Regions from separate parts of the Mus musculus genome. Here region 1 is linked to region 2. Evidence: chromatin contacts called from public HiChIP or PLAC-seq data. All regions are on one chromosome and are shown on one strand. The core of a region is the stretch at or near the end of the contact, and the rest is flanking DNA. Distances in the headings are between cores, read along the strand shown.

Region 1 (2,705 bases), core at 118-2,617, 380 kb before region 2:
TTTATAATTTCCCTTTGATTGGTGGGCTTATTTCTAAATTTTGACTCCCAGTTTTTGGATGTCTTTGCTAGTTATGTGAATTTCTTGGTGATAACAGTTTCTCTAAGAAATTCCTGTGCTAGAATACTCTTATTTCTCTGTCAACTTTAATAGATAACTTTTCAGGGAAGGATAGCAATTTTGGTTGACAGTTTCAGGGCCATACTTTTTCTGACTTTGAGGACTGCTAATGAAAGATTAATGTTGTTCTGATCTTTCTGCCTCTGAATGTGAGTTAGTGTGTTCTTTTACAGATATTAGTATTTTGTGTTTTTTGTTTGTTTAGTTTGTTTTAATTTAAATATGCCGTGGAGAAATTCTTCTCTAGGAAATTCTTAATTATAATTTAAAAAATAGTTTGTCTAAGCCTCTTTACATGATTTGCCATAACTCCTTAAGCTAGGCCATGGATTCTAGGTTAGATTTCTTGATGTATCCCGGACTTCTTGGAAGTTTTGGTTATCTTCATAATTTTTTTTTCTTTCTGTAAGCCTGTATGTGTTATTGTCCCAACTGGTGCCCCCCTCTGGAACTAGTCCTTAGCCCTTGGTCCTGGTCTGCTGTGACTTTGGTTTTTTTCTTTCATTTCCAGAATTTGGTTTGGCTCTTTTTTTGCATGTTTCCTTGCCAAATTCTCCCTTAATTTTCTCTCAAAATTACTGATACTTTCATCTGTTTCATAACTTTCTTGTGTTGATCCTAACTGACTTCTTAACCTGTTTATAGAATTCCTGTGTATGGTTGTTGATCCTGTTTTTAAAACTAGACTTTGAAATCCTTAAGCCTTTTAGTTAGGTCATTATCTTTGTGTTGGTGTTGTGAGTTTGTGGGAGTGTGTTGTGGTGCTGTCTTTGGCGTTCTTTTGCTGGGCTTGCACTTTCATTGGCAATTCCCATCCCTAGATACAACCTTTTGTTCTGGCAATCTGTTCTAATCTTCTGGCTCCCTCTTATTCTTTGTCTTCAGCTGCCTCTGCTGCCCTGTACTGTACTGCATGGACTCAGGGAAGAACTCAGCTCCACTGCACTGCACTCAGTGCACTCAGTGCACTCACTGCACTGCACTCACCTCACTGCCCTCACTGCACTGCAGTCACCATACTCACTGCACTGTACTCTCTGCACTGCACTGCACTGCAGTCACCACACTCACTGCACTGTACTCTCTGAACTGCACTCAGTGCACTCAGTGCACTCACTGCACTGTACTCACCTCACTGCCCTCACTGCACTGCAGTCACCATACTCACTGCACTGTACTCTCTGCACTGCACTCAGTGCACTCAGTGCACTCCCAACTGACTCCTTCTCTGTCTCTGGGCTCCTCTTAAATTGCTTCTCTTTCATGTGCGTCTCTTTCCTCTTAAGAATTGGGAGTATCCTATTTCTGACTCATTCTGTCAGATCTTTCTCTGATTCATTACTTTGTTTACTCCTCAATTAGCCACTTTTCAAACATGGCCTCTTCCTTCTACAAACATACTGGTGTGTGCTAAGGGATTGTCTGTATTCCAGCCAGAAGGGTTAAAAGTGTGTGGCATGTCTACATTCCAGCTGGATCATACAGACCTAGGTCTTTGGATGTGATCCCTTGCCAGGGCAGCCATGCCATTGGATTATAATTCATCTACATTGGAGCTCAATGTTTCAGAATCCTTCTGTTGACCCTGTTCTGGAAGAACTGTCAATCAGATGAACTCGACTGAGCTAAGATATGTAAATATTACAAAGAACAAAGTGATGTAGTCATGATTGTAAGCCAAAACAAAACAAAACAATAAACAAACAAAACAAAACAAGAACTCAAGAAAATTAACCAAAAAGAAATGAGAAACTTTAGTACAGTTTACAAAGATTTCTAGTCTTTTTTTGTTTGTATGCTTGTTGCTCTTTAAGACAGCTGGCCTGAAACTCAGGTTCCTCCCAAGCAGAGCCTTCCAATTGCTGGGCTTGTATCTGTTTACTACTATTTGCACTGAAATAAACAAGCAACAGTAAAATGTCTGCTTTTTTTGTTTAATATATTTAACAAATATTTTTGATTGGCCATATGAGCAATGCCTTTTAGGAGATGGAATGGGAGATGTTTAATTCATTTTGATAGAAAACAATAAAATGCTTAGGTGGAGGGGGGTGAGAATTGTGCTAGATTCATTCATTTTGAGACAGGGCCTCTATGTAGCCGTGGCTAGCCTGGAACTCACAGAGATCAGCCTTACTTAGCCTCCAAAGAGCTAGTGGTAAAGCCATGTCTCACGTATCCAGGAAGCTAGCTTTATTTTTAGAAATCTGAATTCAGTCTCAAATCTGATCTTGGACATTTTTGGATTTAAACTTATTTTGGGAAAGTAATCAGTATTCTGGAACTGCTTATCTGGAGGTGGGAGAGGACGGCTTTAGGTAGCACGCTAGCTCCTGCAGCACTGTGATTTCAGCCTTTATTCCCTCTGCCTTGGTGAGTGTGCTATCCAGATTCTGCCAGGCACATGGAATTGTGCCAAGCTTAGTGGAGCATCACCAAACATAAGCAGACCTAACTAATAGCGCTGGAAGCGAGTTGTGGAGCATTGAAGAAAGGCTCCTTTAAGATGAAAGGAAAAGCAAGTTCTCCCGTATTTCTGTTGTTTATTTTCTTGTTTTGGTTTTTTTCATTGTTTTTATAACTTC
Region 2 (2,700 bases), core at 140-2,639:
CAGTAACAGAAATACTAACTTTTCTTACTTTGTCATGAAACAGCTTTCACAAATTTGAACTTCAAAGGACTTAAGCTTTGTGTGTGTGTGTGTGTGTGTGTGTGTGTGTGTGTGTGTGTGTGTGTGTGTGTGCATGCCTTTAATTTCAGCACTTGAGAGACTGAGGCAAGCAGATCTCTGAATTCCAGGCCAGCCTGAGCTACATAGTGAGATCATGTCTTTTAAAAAAAAAATGCTTTAACAAGTAATGCCTCATTGGACCAAACTGACCTCGAACTCACAGATATCCATCTGCCTCTGTCTCCTAAGTACTGGGACTAAAGGTGTGCACCACTACTGCCCAGGGCCTCACAGAATTTATGCATAGTATTTTCCAAGAAAAAGAAGAACGTGAGAAGGATCTATTTTACCTTGCTATGACTGAACTACTAGCATTTTACCAGGATATCTCAAAACCCTCTTAAAAGGCAGCAGGGCAAATGAAGTTATTTCGATCCTTAAAAAATATCTTCAAGTAAGAAACTATACTATTTTCACAAGTAAGATACTTATTTTCTTCAAGTAAGAAACTATACTATTTTCTGAGAACACTTGTCAAAAGCTGCCAGTTTCTAAACTCTTCTGCAATCCCATCCGTGCCCCCAGCCCAAACCTACCCAAATGACAAACAGCAAAAAGGAAAGATCTTTTTCCTCAACTCGGTTGTTTTTCGCTTCCTCTACCGCCAGTTTGCTTTTCCAAATAGTGCAGTGACTAATGATTAAGGACGAAGGAAAGAAGTGTAACAGTACTTTAAAATACTTTCCTCACACACAAACCGAATTGAGGAAAAAAAAAATCATCTTTTGACTGACCATATTCTTGGCGCTTTCCCACGGGGAAGCCTCAAGATAAGCAGGGAATTTCCTAGACAGTGGAGCCTGCAACGCCAGGACCCTCGGGGTCATTCTTCTAACAACCATTTCAGAACTATGTGTTCATTAGGGCCACCAGCCAGACAGTCTGTTAATACTAACGAGAAACATCGTGAGGCTGAAGGTGAGGGACGAGGAGCCGAACCACCCAAGTCCAGGGCACCACCATAGCGCCTCCCTTCCTGCGAGGGCTCGCGCTGGTCGCCAACGCCTGGCGATCTCCTTCTCGGCCCAATCCACCAAGGACTGGCCGGAGCTCTCTTCTCCCCTCAAGTCCGACCCCCAAAACGTTGGACCACCACCACCACCACCCTTTTTCTCCTTGGGATATCATCCTACCTGTCCCGCTGACTAGTTCCCTCAGCTACTTTCCAGAAGCCTCACCCGGCGGCTCCGGCCACTCCTCTCCAGCCTCCACAGTTCTCGGACTCTAGAAGATCGGACAGGGTGCGCGCTCCCTCGCGCGCATGCGCCCGGAGGACTTGTGCGCCTGCGCAGTCGCAGGGCGCCGCGGGGCAGACACACCTCTACCACTGGAGCCAATCGCCGCGGAGAGGGTGTTAAATCTCCTGCCACGCAGGCGGAGATCCTGGGAAGTCACCCGTTAACCCTACAGATTCTCCCCGGGAGGAGTTCTTCCAACTATCATCCCTGAAGGCAGCCTTGCACGGGACGCTTTAGTGTTTGAAAGACTAGGAAAAACTCGCGACTGCCAAAGTCTACAGGGTGTTTTGGCCCGTTTAAACCAGGGAAATAGATGCGTAAATACCTTTCAGTTAACAGAATACGGTCACAGGAATTCCGAAGCAGCTTTGGCCAACAATGAACAAAACATTTATTTTGAGGAATGTCTGAAGGATTGACACAGGAAGTTACTCTTAAAGTCACGAAGGATATGATAAGTAGGAGTACTTCGGAAGTCTACGAGATAAAGAGTTTTCCAGGCAGTGGGAACAACAACAACAACGCAGCGCCTTCTGGAAGTTTCTTGTTAGAAGTTTAAGAGTTCGCTTTCTGAGACAAAAGAAAATGTGAAGACGTGGTAGCTCACATTGTGTAATCCTCAGGCTATCAGAAACTGAGGCTGGAGGATCACTTGACCTCTGGAATGTAAAGCCAAACTGATAACTTAGTGAGATCCTATTTCAGAGTACAGTCTATCACTGGGTTGGGGGGGAGAATGGAAGAGCCCTTTTAGCCCCGAGACCACCGCCATCAGGGCTGAGGATCAAGCTAGATCTTTAAAGGTCTTGTAAAATTTGGAATAATAAACCTAGGATTCGTTTTATACCCATTGAGTTACTGAAGGATTTTAAACAACTTGCCCCAAAAATTCTTCCAAGCATCTCTAAGAGTAAAGCAAAACAAATAAATAATATATAAATAAAAATATATATAAATAAATAAAAAGCTGGCAATATAGGGAATAAAAACTATTTCATAGAAATAGCCTCTTCTTAAGAGATAGAAGAAGTCTGAGAAATATCATTTGAATTTAATACCAAGGGATTGGTGATAGTTGACAGACATTGCAATAGTTTGGAGAAGAGAGAGACATGGGGACATTATAAAATGCTTTTGGAAACTTTGGCTTTTGTCAGAGGAAAAGGAAGAATAATGTATCTTATTCGTTTTTATTTTGTTAGGATGAAGACAGGAGGAAAAAAAAAAACCCAGATGAGAGAAACAGTTGAATTAAAAAAAAAATCAAGGGTGAGGTTGAGTAAAGATCGTGATTGGGTTAGAGCTTCAGTAGTCAAACCTCAGATGAGAGTTGGTGGTGTAC

Evidence for each region. HiChIP or PLAC-seq counts read pairs in DNA pulled down with a chosen protein or histone mark.
Region 1: a contact with region 2 is called in a FOXA1 HiChIP or PLAC-seq map of pancreatic cancer cells. The contact joins the enhancer-like site here to the promoter of Snap23 in region 2. A contact is called at or near these places in 7 of 39 promoter capture datasets (the C10 cell line, cranial neural crest, hematopoietic stem and progenitor cells and 2 more), 5 of 115 datasets of contacts at active chromatin or transcription factors (embryonic stem cells, extraembryonic endoderm stem cells, pancreatic cancer cells and 2 more) and 2 of 9 other capture datasets (liver and pancreatic islet).

Annotation. Positions count from the first base shown.
Region 1 is chr2:120,951,218-120,953,922 of GRCm38.p6, reverse strand. All of the region lies in intron 4 of Ubr1 (ubiquitin protein ligase E3 component n-recognin 1), which reads left to right. Among named protein-coding and RNA genes, the nearest start is that of Ubr1, 18 kb to the left of the region's middle. Within about 2 kb of position 1,367, at least 19 of the 459 cell types and tissues checked have an H3K27ac peak or open chromatin away from gene starts, as enhancers often do. A contact at or near this core is called in pancreatic cancer cells and pancreatic islet, where this site is marked.
Region 2 is chr2:120,566,360-120,569,059 of GRCm38.p6, reverse strand. Snap23 (synaptosomal-associated protein 23) reads right to left here and starts at 1,389. Exons shown (of 8, transcript NM_009222.3): 1 at 1,254-1,389.